Regions from separate parts of the Mus musculus genome. Here all the other regions are linked to region 2. The links are chromatin contacts, called in public HiChIP or PLAC-seq maps. All regions are on one chromosome and are shown on one strand. The core of a region is the stretch at or near the end of the contact, and the rest is flanking DNA. Distances in the headings are between cores, read along the strand shown.

Evidence for each region. HiChIP or PLAC-seq counts read pairs in DNA pulled down with a chosen protein or histone mark.
Region 1: a contact with region 2 is called in a BATF HiChIP or PLAC-seq map of CD8 T cells, with 19 read pairs. The contact joins the enhancer-like site here to the promoter of Dhx40 in region 2. A contact is called at or near these places in 1 of 39 promoter capture datasets (macrophages), 1 of 15 datasets of contacts at CTCF or cohesin (CD8 T cells), 12 of 484 Hi-C or Micro-C datasets (CD8 T cells, DN3 thymocytes, differentiating embryonic stem cells and 8 more), 6 of 115 datasets of contacts at active chromatin or transcription factors (the 230-238 cell line, CD8 T cells, bone marrow-derived macrophages and 1 more) and 3 of 9 other capture datasets (adipose tissue, liver and pancreatic islet).
Region 3: an H3K27ac HiChIP or PLAC-seq map of trophoblast stem cells shows a contact between it and region 2, with 30 read pairs. The contact joins the enhancer-like site here to the promoter of Dhx40 in region 2. A contact is called at or near these places in 3 of 39 promoter capture datasets (Sertoli cells, embryonic stem cells and macrophages), 1 of 15 datasets of contacts at CTCF or cohesin (embryonic stem cells), 13 of 484 Hi-C or Micro-C datasets (cerebellar granule neurons, cerebellum, cortical neurons and 6 more), 7 of 115 datasets of contacts at active chromatin or transcription factors (bone marrow-derived macrophages, embryonic stem cells, extraembryonic endoderm stem cells and 3 more) and 3 of 9 other capture datasets (adipose tissue, liver and pancreatic islet).

Annotation. Positions count from the first base shown.
Region 1 is chr11:86,737,308-86,740,984 of GRCm38.p6, forward strand. The region is part of intron 1 of Cltc (clathrin, heavy polypeptide (Hc)); the gene reads right to left. Among named protein-coding and RNA genes, the nearest start is that of Cltc, 18 kb to the right of the region's middle. Within about 2 kb of position 1,809, at least 50 of the 459 cell types and tissues checked have an H3K27ac peak or open chromatin away from gene starts, as enhancers often do. A contact at or near this core is called in the 230-238 cell line, CD8 T cells, adipose tissue and 3 more, where this site is marked.
Region 2 is chr11:86,806,150-86,809,830 of GRCm38.p6, forward strand. It overlaps Dhx40 (DEAH (Asp-Glu-Ala-His) box polypeptide 40), which reads right to left and starts at 1,511. Exons shown (of 18, transcript NM_026191.2): 1 at 1,289-1,511; 2 at 311-478. The coding sequence starts at 1,400.
Region 3 is chr11:86,871,213-86,875,045 of GRCm38.p6, forward strand. No RefSeq gene overlaps it. Among named protein-coding and RNA genes, the nearest start is that of Gm33742, 4.5 kb to the left of the region's middle. Within about 2 kb of position 1,804, at least 53 of the 459 cell types and tissues checked have an H3K27ac peak or open chromatin away from gene starts, as enhancers often do. A contact at or near this core is called in adipose tissue, cortical neurons, liver and 2 more, where this site is marked.

The DNA.
Region 1 (3,677 bases), core at 559-3,058, 69 kb before region 2:
AAACCTGGAAGTAAAATTTGACATTCATATATTATCATTATAAATCCTAATTTAACTATCCATGCCAAACCAATAGTGACAATAATGAAAAAGTAAATAGATCTTCTTAAAAAACGTGACATTCCGCTGCTGTAGTGTAACTTACAACTACAGAGGTCAGAGGTGAAGGTAAGAACACAGCAACTTCTGAGGGCTGGCATTTATGAGTCACGGGATTTATAATCACTGTTTCTTGCTGAGTTTTTAGATCTTTGAACCGTTGAACTTACTCTCTCTTACCCTCACTAACACTTAACACAATTATTTATCCACTTCATTAGGCCTCAGGGATCTGTAGTTTAAGCTAAAGTAATATTTTAAAAAGGAGTAAAAGATTTAAAAGGTCAGAATTCTTGGAGGAACAGACTACTACCCTGAGCAGACAAAGTTCCACACCTGTGCAGAGTCAGAACCAGCCCTATGGGCGGGGCTCTATCAGACGCCTCCGAAGCTGGGCGGAGCCAGTCTAGAGAACTCTCTCCAGAAACATGTGCTACTGCACAGGGGTACAACTGTCTTAAGGGAGCTAGAGATACTTCAAAATACACTAGAGAGTATAGACTAGGAAAGGCTTGAACAGGCAGGGAATAAAGATTATACAGAGACACAAGAAAGAACTGCTTGTTTGACAAGCTAAATTTACCTCTTTTTTTTTTTTTTTTTTTCTTCCTTTTCATTTTTCGAGACAAGGTTTCTCTGTAGCCCTGGCTGTCCTGGAACTCACTCTGTAGACCAGGCTGGCCTCAAACTCAGAAATCTGCCTGCCTCTGCCCCCCCCCCCCCGCCCCCCGAGTGCTGGGATTAAAGGCGTGCACCATCACTGCCCGGCCTAAATTTACCTCTTAAGAACAGGGATCTTGAGGCTCAAGAAATGGCTCAGCTAGCAGGGCAATGGTGGTGCACACCTTTGATCCCAGCACTCGGGAGGGAGAGGCAGGCAGATTTCTGAGTTCGAGGCCAGCCTGGTCTACAAAGTGAGTTCCAGGACAGCCAAGGCTATACAGAGAAACCCTGTCTCGAAAAACAAAACAAACAAACAAACAAACAAAAATGGCTCAGCTTTTAAGAGCACTGTCTGCTCTTCCAGAGGTCCTGAGTTCAATTCCCAGCAACCACATAGTGGCTCAACCATCTATGATGGTATCTGATGCCCTCTTCTGGCATACAAGTGTAAATGCAAATAAAGCACTATAATATAAATAGACAGATAAATCTTTTAAAGAATCCAAAACTTACAATATATGTAGAAAGAGCTATTTAAGAATTTTAATACCTGGGTATGGTAGCAAATGCCTTTAATCAAAGCAAAAGCAGATCTGAGTCTGAGGCTAGCCTAATCTACAGAGAGAGTTCCAGGACAGCCAGGGTTACACAGAGAAAATGTCTCTAACAACCACACACACAAAAGAAAAAAGGAAAGGAGGAAGGAAGGAAGGGAGGGAGTGAGGGAATTTTTGCTCTGTATAAAGCAGATACTATAGTATTTGCTCAATAAACAGTGGTTCTACAGATGGTAAATCTTTGAAAACCAAAAAGTGTGAGTAACAGAAGTCACCTGTTACTAGAAAGATTCTACTAGAATGGGTCACTAATCCTCTGGTTAACTAAATCCTTTAAAAAAAAAAAAAGAGCAGTCCCATCCTGCCCTCTTCCCTCCATGGTAGTGAATTTTCATGTTGTAAACTGAGAAAAAGCCCTTGTCCCCAGCTGTGCATTCCCTTTACTGTGCTGGCTGAGCAATGTCAGCTGTATCTTACATCAAACTCTCCTGCTACAAACAGGCCAGGATCTGAGTAAGGTCCAGAATAGGACTAAGACTCTTTTACTTTCACTTCCCTTTAACTCCTCAAGTACTACAGGTATAACCAGTAATAAAATGTAGTTATAACTTAGACATAGCACCGAGGACAAAAAGCCAAGTAGCTATATAACCATTAATACACACATGGCATTAAAGTAGAACATTAACCAGTTTTACAAGCTCAAGATATACTCTAATGCCAGGCAAATAGACAAACTATAAAACAGCTAACTTACAACAAATGTGGTTGGTTACTTCTTAACTTCAGGACTGGAGAAGGAATGGAAATTGTCACCAAATGTATGAATGGAACATGAGTGGTATTCAGAGAGGTCTTTTCCTTAGATAAACTAAATAAAACCAAGTTATCCATCTAGTTTCTGGGGAGAAATACACATCTGTTTTTAGACCCTTGAAGGATTCATGCAGATCATTTCCTTCAATAGTTGCAAAAAGTATTTCAATGGCTCAGAGTTCATACGGTTATCTACAGGAACACAGCACACTAGCCATGAGAACTATGACTCTAAGTTTCAACCCCAGACCTTTACCTACTACACTTTTGAATTTTTCGGATACCATTGTTCAGTTTCTTTTTTTTTTTTTTTTTTTTTGGGTTTTCAAGACAGGGTTTCTCTGGGTAGCTGTCCTGGAACTCACTTTGTAGAGCAGGCTGGCATCAAACTCAGAAATCAGCCTGACTCTGTATCCTGAGTGCTGGGACTAAAAGCGTGCGCCACCACGCCCGGCTTCAGTTTCTTTAGTATCTGAAAAAATGTAGACTTATATAAAAGTGTCAGCCAAACAGTGAAATTAAAAAAGTAATGTAAGAGCCGGGCGTGGTGGTGCACACCTTTAATCCCAGCACTGGGGAGGCAGAGACAGGCGATTTCTGAGTTCAAAGTAAGTTCCAGGACAGTCAGGGCTACACAGAAAACCCTGTCTCGAAAAACCAAAAAAAAAAAAAAAAAGCAATATAAAGAGCAAGATAGTGCCTGATACCATCTACATACAAGAGGATGAGGCAGAAGAATTCTGAACTACAGAGCCTCTGTCTCAAAACAAAAATCAAATTAAGGGTCTGGAGAGATGGTTCTGCATTAAGAGAATTAGCTGTTCTTCCAGAGGACAGGGGTTTGATGCCCAGCCTGACACGGCAGCTCCCAACCACTGGCAACTTCAGTTCCAGTGGATCCAATACCCTCTGTGGGTATCAAAAATATGTGTGGCACCCAGACATATATGCAGGACAACATCCATACACATAACACTTTTTCCAATTTATACACACACACACACACGCGCGCGCGCGCCAGGTGGTGGTGGTACACACCTTTAATCCCAGCACTCAAAAAGCAGAGGCAGGTGGATCTCTGAGTTTGAGGCCAATCTGGCCTACAGAGTAAGTTCCAGGGCAGCCAGGGCTACACAGAGAAACTCTACATGAAAAACAAGAGCAGAAGAAAAGGGGGAGGGAGGAGGAAGTAAGAAATGTTAAATGGCCTATACCTTCAGAGTATTTTACTTATAGGAAAAAAAATGAAGATTTGGTTTTAAAAGAATTAGGTTGCTTGCAATCTATATAATCCTACACTATATCCTTTCTTACTAGACAGACTCTACCAAGACCATTAGGCATTCGAACCTTTTGTTTTCCTATCAAGAATGTACTAGCACTATTCAAGCTATTCCACGTGAAACAGACATATACTTTATTTAAAAGTGAAAATAAAGCTGGGCGTGGTGGCGCACGCCTTTAATCCCAGCACTTGGGAGGCAGAGGCAGGCGGATTTCTGAGTTTGAGGCCAGCCTGGTCTACAGAGTGAGTTCTAGGAC
Region 2 (3,681 bases), core at 261-2,760:
AACCATGCTAGCCTTACAACTCAGAGATGCTCCTGACTCTGCCTACCAAGTGCTGGGATTAAAAGTGTGCACCACCACAATCAGCCTTCTTCTTCTTCTTCTATTATTATTATTATTATCATTGTAGTTTAATATGTCACCCCAACAATTCCGGAGCCTGAAATAAATCCAGAAAGCCAAGGAGACATAGGGAGGCTAAGGATCTGACAAAGCAACGCAGCAATGGGCATTTGCACACTACAGTACTTTCATTAAAATTTAAAGAATTTCTCTCTTTAGTGCTTCCAGCTTTATCCAAGAATAAAATTACCTGCTTCATAAAGGTATTTAGGGAGTTGAGTTGTTTTACCACTTCCTGTATTTCCAGTAACGATGAGGAACGAGTTGTCCCTCACAGCTTGAATGAGCTTTTTTCTTTGTTTCTGAATAGGAAACGTTGGAGTTGTTCCTCCCTCCTGTGATGTGCATCCTTTCTCTTCTGTAACAACACAAAAACAATTGTGCAATGAAAACACCTGAGAAGAGCTCTCTGACAATGGCTCAGACCTGAAAGAAGAATGCACAGGAATCGCACAACGGGAAAGATCAATCTATGACTTTTCAGTTACGTCAACCATGTACAAATCACACGTGAAAGTTTATAAACTCAGAATAACTTTTTTTGGTAAAATCAAACAACTTCAACATTGTTGATGTGTAACTCGCCGTACTTGACAAAGTCAGTCAAGCACAAGACAACGTGTATGTATGCATACCTACCTGGAAAAACTAAACTCAATTTTATTAAACAATAGATCAACAACCTGAGCACAGCAGAACAACTCTGAGAAGAAGAAGAAGCCACCTGTATTTGCTTCTGATTCACAGTTCAAGTTAGGTCCCTGTTCAGAGTGACTGATATCCCAGAAGGCCAAGTGGTGGGTAACCATGGAAACTGGCTCCTGGAAACGGGCTCCCTTCATACCGTACCCAAAGGCAGGCTGGCGGCCCGACGAAGGGGAGGGGGATGAACGGGTAGAGAACAAAGGCTTTATGAGGCTGTAGAACAGCAGAAGGCATTTGGGCGTTCGGGTCCACTTTCTTGCCCCCCAGAGAGGTTCTCACCCAACTTGGGTTTGGGACCGCCCCCTTCTAAGCCAAAGTGCTCACTGGACGCAAAGTTCGTCGTCTGGCTTAAAAGACCAAAAGAACGTCTAAGCTCCCTTCCCACCTCCTCTGCCGCCCACAGATGTACTTTTCGCCCCGCAAATAACTCCCTCCGGGTGCCACAGCGTCCCGCGGACCGTACCTCTGTCAGCGATGCGAACAGCTGACGGCCGCTCTTCCTGGAGCTCTATTGGCCGCTCGCCTTCCTCCTGCCGCCTTGGCGCCCTGCCCGCGACGGCGGGAAACCGGGACATAGACCCGGTCCGGAGAAGAAGCGAACACGTCCACGGAGCCGAGGAGATGGGAGGGGAAAGGCGAGGACGCGCCCTGATGACGTAGGGGTGTTTACTTCCGCGCGTGCGACTGGCTGAGAGGGGTGGGGGAGCGGCTCGATGACGTGGCGGCCTCTGCTTGGACGCGCACGGGCCCGCGCTCCTGGGGGCCCCGAGGCACCACCCCCAAGGAGTCCCGCCCATCGCCACGTGCCTCCGCCACCCGCGAAGTCACACCTGAACACCTGAGGGCCAGGTCACAGTTTGTCCAGTGTGGCCCTTAGTCACCACAGCATCCCCACAAGTCTTGCCTATCTCCAGATACCAGTTGAATGACCCTTTCCCAGGAGCCGAAGCCATCCTACAGTGTGACCTTGGGCAACTCACTTCCCTATCGTCCTATCAAGACACATAGTGCGGTCCAACTTGTAGTTCTGTAGTTTTCAAAACTTAGATTCCCATGCTGTTTCACTTCCTTCATGGAACCCTTCATTTACATTTATTTGCATATTTTCCATACCCTCCAAGAAGCTGGGAAGACACACATGATCCAGACTTCCGGAACACTATATATTGTACACCCAGCAGGGAGCAGTGATTTGAGGTGGACAATAGGGTTTGTTGAGGATAGATGAATGAATAACATCTGGGTTGTTGGTTGATTTTTTTTGTTTTTTTCGAGACAGGGTTAACATCTGTTTTAAAATAAGTTGACTTTTAGTGGAAGTACGTTCCTTAGAAAACACAACTGCTGAAAATTCTACAGATACACATTATCTGAGGTGGTGTGGTTTACTTATTTTTAAAGGTATGTTGGGGACTTGGTGTACAGTTCAGTGGTAGAATACTTATCTACGATATGAGAGACCCTGGGATTCAATACCCAGTACTTTATCAAAGCTGAGTGTGGTCCTAACACTTGCGAGGCAGAGGCAAAAGAGTTGCTGTGAGTTCCGGGTTACCACCAGGATAATTCTGAGAATGAGACTCTGTCTCAGAAGAGGAGGTGAATAAAGGGGAGAGGGAGAAAGAAGGGAGAGGAAAAGAGAAGGAAGGAGGGAGGGGGGGAAGAGGGGAAAAGGGAGGGAGGGAAGGAGGGGGGTTCTTGGACTAGTCCTTCAGTGATAATGCCAGCTGATTTTCTGAGTTGAGTTAATTATGAAAAAATGTGAAGAAACCTGCTTCTTACACTTAAATCACTATGTAGCCCAGGATACCCTAGAACTCATGATCTTCCAGCCTCAGCTACCCAAGTGCTAAATTACAGATATATGTGACCTTGTCCATTTGCTTCTTGCACTTTTCAGTAGTTCCTGCTGTTAAAATTAATCATGGTTTATAGGAAGGCAACATAAAACTACCATTCACTTATCAACCCAAGACCAAACTAGAAAAGATGTAAGATGTTACAAGAATCCAAGACTTTGCTTTAAAACGTACATGTATCAACTCCTTTTCAACGTAACTGATCAACAACTCCTTTAATGCAAGTTTATCAGAATTTGAATGATAGCAAGTCAGGTGTAACTTTCTAACGGCTGAGGCAATAGCCCTAGTGACAGGAGAACATTTTAGATTTCTCCAAAACATTAAAACCATCTCTGAACCTTTCGATTTCTATTAGTAATTCAAACTATTATGTCAGAAGAGATCAAAATATACAATTGTAGTCAGACCATGAAGATATTGGTGACCTCTGTAACTGAGCAACAGACCAGCTATTTCACAAAGTCACTTTCTAAGAAAATAAGCAGAATCATTTCAAATCAGGAATTGTGACCATTTACTAAGCAATTTGTATTTAAATGATTAAGTATTTGATATATACAGTTTTGGACAAAGTCTCACTATATATCACTATATAGCCCTAGATGGCCTGAAACTCATTAAGTAGATCAGGTTAGCTTTGAGCTCCCAGAAGTTTGCCTGTCCAGGGATATGGGATTAAAGGTTAATATTCTCTGGTTTTCACGTGTGAGAAAGAAATTTCTGAAACTTCCTCTTGGTGATGAAAAAGAGAGAGATAAGAAACCTCACAATCATACTAACCTAATACTGGAATGAGAAGTGGAATTATTTAAATGAGGAGTGTCTTTCAGTGGTTGTAACTCTTAGAGTTGACTCCATTTGTTGATAACCACCTAGCAAAATATCCAGAATAAAACTGGAAGCCACGAATTAAAGAAAACAAAGTCAAGGAGCCTAGATGGTAGCACCATCCAACCAAGGTTTTCCCAACCTTGGCCATGTAGACTATTTTACT
Region 3 (3,833 bases), core at 554-3,053, 65 kb after region 2:
CTCACGGAAGGCACTGGCGGTATAAGGAAAGGACATGTTCCTTGGCAACCAAAGGTCTAAGATTAGAGCAAGAAGCCAGGAATGAAGGAAAAGAAGAACAGAGAATATGTTCAAATGACTGACTGAATGGGGATGCCGCCATTCTTCATGTGGCAACAAATATTTTGTGGAAGAGCTTTTAAAAGAAGGTTGCAAGGCCTGGAGAGATGGTGATTAAGAAGACACTGGGTCCTCTTCCAATTCCCACTATCCACGTGGCAGCTACAACTTTGTTTCTGGGGTATCTGACACCCTCTTCCGGCTTCCACAGCCCCCCTGTAGTCACATGATGCACACATACAGACAGACAAAACACCCATTCACGTTATAAAAAATAAAGAAATAATACATTTGATATTTAAAGAAGGCTACAGCAGCTGAGAGTGGAGCCCAGTAGCAGAACATTTGCTTAACGCCATAAATGTATGGGATTTGATCCCCAGCACCACAAAAGAAAAAAAGAAATAAATATGAATAGACTGTAGACTCTTCTCTGTGTGCCACAAAGGAATTTTTTTGTCTAGAGGCTGCCCCTCCCCAGCAACAGGATTTGCTACCTCAAACATGGGGATGGTGGTTCCTGGTGAGTCTTCTACTTGATAAGACCTGCTTAGTTTAACAAAGGTTATCTCAGATGTCTCCGGAGCCCACACGTGGTCTGCCTGGGGAAGACAAGGAATGCAGGAAGAGAGACTGATGGCTATCAAAGGGGCCTGGCCTTTGCCCTGGCTATTCATCAGAGATCTCCAGGTTCCTGAACGTCCTGCTTAGATAGCAATGTTTCTGTTTGCCCAGGGGCTTTGGCCATTGGAAAAGCTAACATGAGATTTAGGACTGGGACTTTGGGTCACAATGATATCAGTGGTGACCTTTAGAAGGACCTGGAGACTAAAAGCCACGTGGGCATTATGTGGTCAAACCCCATTGAAAACTAGGCAGGAAGTAGGGTGAGTTTCCCTAGGCAAGCAGGGCAAGTCTGTAGCTATCATCAGGCCTCACAGGCAGGACGTCAGGGCTCCAGGGGAAAGCGCGACCTGAGCTCGCATATGGACACCTCCCCAGCCCGACCTCTGTGTCCCTTCCCTTGGCTGAATCTTGATTTGTACAGTTCACGCTGATAAATTATCTCCATAAATATAAAAGCTTGGGGCTAGATAGTTCCCTCACTGGTTAAGAGCACTCACTGGCTGCTCTTGTAGAGGACTAAGGTTCAGTTCCTAGCACCCATGTGGTGTCTCACAACCATCCATAACTGCAGTTTTAAGGGAACCAACCCTCCCCCACCCCTTCCTGGCCTACTTGGGCACCAGGCAATGTACAGGCATTCATGTGAACAAAACACTCATACACATAAAATCATTAAATAAATCTTAACTGTGTGCAGATCTCCTACTGTCTGTGAGTCACCTGTGGGAGCCTCTGTATTTGTCGCCAGCTGACACAAGGGTGATCTGAGAACCTACCAACTTGGCTGTGGTGTCTAAGCCGAAGACAGACTGGTGATGACGTCTGGTCCCTCCATCTGAGTAGTTAGATAACTCAGCACCGTGGCTGAGCACTGGGGAGCTGCCACAATGTAAGGGAAATGTTGTAGGAACTTATAAGTGAGTTTCAGCCCCCACGGAACTGTTTAGACCTTGCTGTGGCCTTCCTCCCACACATACAACCGCATAGCTGCACTTCAGATGGGCACCTCTTGTCTGCAAGTGTCAGAGACCCATCCTGACCTTCCTTGCTAAGACTAACTGAGTACTGGCCCAGTGACCTGTGACTGAGCAGAATCACCCAGGCAAAGACCAAGTGGAGGAAAGCCAGAGGAAGCCAGGGCTTCACACTGCCCTTACTTTCTAGGAACAGACATGGCACTAGGGAGGCTCTCTGCTCTGTTTCTGAGCGCTAACCACCGGGTCTCTGGTTTGTATCCCCACCCCCACCCCCAGTATCCCATTCTGCTCACTCGGTCCATGTCACTTATTTTCACTGTGTCTGGGGGCCATGTTTTGTTATTTGCTTAAACCTAGGGCCTCCTAGGAAAGGCACCTTCCTGCATGCTTAGAGGTAACCATGGAAACTGGCTGCCTTTATCAGATTAACTAAAGGCAAGTTGGTAACACTCCTGACTGTCGACAAAGAGAACAAAGACTTTGTGAGCCATATTAAGTGACATCCATGCTCCAGGCTTGGAGTTGAATATTTGCATTCCCTGAGAGTTGACACCCAGTTCTATTTAGAGACCCCTTTCTCTTAGACCTTGTGCTTCTGGGGGGAGGGGAGAGGGAGTCCTGGGGGCTTGGAACATTCTCCACTGTAAATGGAACTAACCCCCTTCACTGTCCTCTGGCTTCCTGGGAGTGCCCCTGTTTACGAGAGCTCTAAATATGAGATTTTTATTGGAAAGCTCCCCACAACTTCAGCTTTTCTGAGGCTAGGGTTAGCAAACCAGGACTTAGATTGGTCAGAGGCAATGAGGAACGGGGTACCTCTTTAGAAAAAAGGGATTCATTAGTCTGCAAGGCTACTGACCCAAATACCACGAGCTGATTGGCTTCAATAGCAGAGTTGTATCGTCTCTTAGATCTGGAATCCAAAAGTCTGAAATCAAAGTTCCGTCTGGGTGGGTCTCTTCTGAGGGCCAAGAGGAGCTGTTCCCTTCCTCTTCATAGCTTCTGGGGTTGCTGGTGAGCTGTGGCACCCCTTGGCATATGGATGTTCCCTTCTTTTCTCTGCCTTCCTCCTCACACGATATTCTCTGTGTGTGTCTGAATTTCTTTTTTGGTTTTAAATTAAATTTTATTTTATCATTCTGTGTGCAAGAGTGTCTTGCCTGCATGTATGCCTGTGGACCATGTATATCCCTGGTGCCCACTAAGGCCAGAAGATATCACTGGATCTCCTGGAATTGGAGTTATCAACAACTGTGAGCTGCCATGTGGGTGGTGGGAATTGAACTCAGGTCCTCAGGAAAAGCAGCCAGTGCTCTTAACCACAGAGCCATCCGACCTTCTGAGAACAGGGACACCTTCATGATGCCTGAACCATTTTCGTCTATAACAGCTATATTTCCAAATCGGGACATGTAGTGGGTTGCTGGGGCTTAGGAATTTTACATGTGATCTGGAGAGAGTAGCCTTCAAGCCCAAGGAAAGGGGTATAGGCAGAGAAAGACCCCTCTATGACACCTGTCCTCTTATTTGTTTTGAGACAGGATTTTGCTATGTAACCTAGGCTGCCTTAGAATTCACCAGTCTTCTACCTTTGGTTTCTGACTGCTGGGATTGTAGGTGTATGCCATCATTCCTGGCCTGGCTTGATTCTTAAATATCAAGCCTTCTTGAATTTCTCCCTACTGAACTCCGTCACAGGGAGCCCTTGATATTCTGGGCTGTGCCTTTTATCCCAGCATGAGGCTTGCCCAGTTACATGCTCCCCATCAGGGATGTATTTCCATCTTTAGCTCCCACCCCCTCCCAGACTGTAGGCCCCCACTTTTTAAAAGCTGTTCTGCTACTGTGACTTGACCCCAGGGCTTGATATATGCTGGACAAGTACTCAGACGCTGAGCTACATCCCCAGCCGTCCGTATCCCTGTCCTAACACACTGTTCTGCAAGCCTGAGCAGACTGTCTCCGAGTGGAGCGTGCTCTTCTCGGAACAGGCTTTGCCTGGCTGCGTGGAGCTAGTCTGGGTGCTTGTCTTGCTGTGCGCTAACCTTTGTAGATAGTGGAGCAAGCCATGCTCCATCCTCAGGGAAACCAGTGGTGCTGGAAGCTCACAGAAGTGGGGCCAAGAAACCT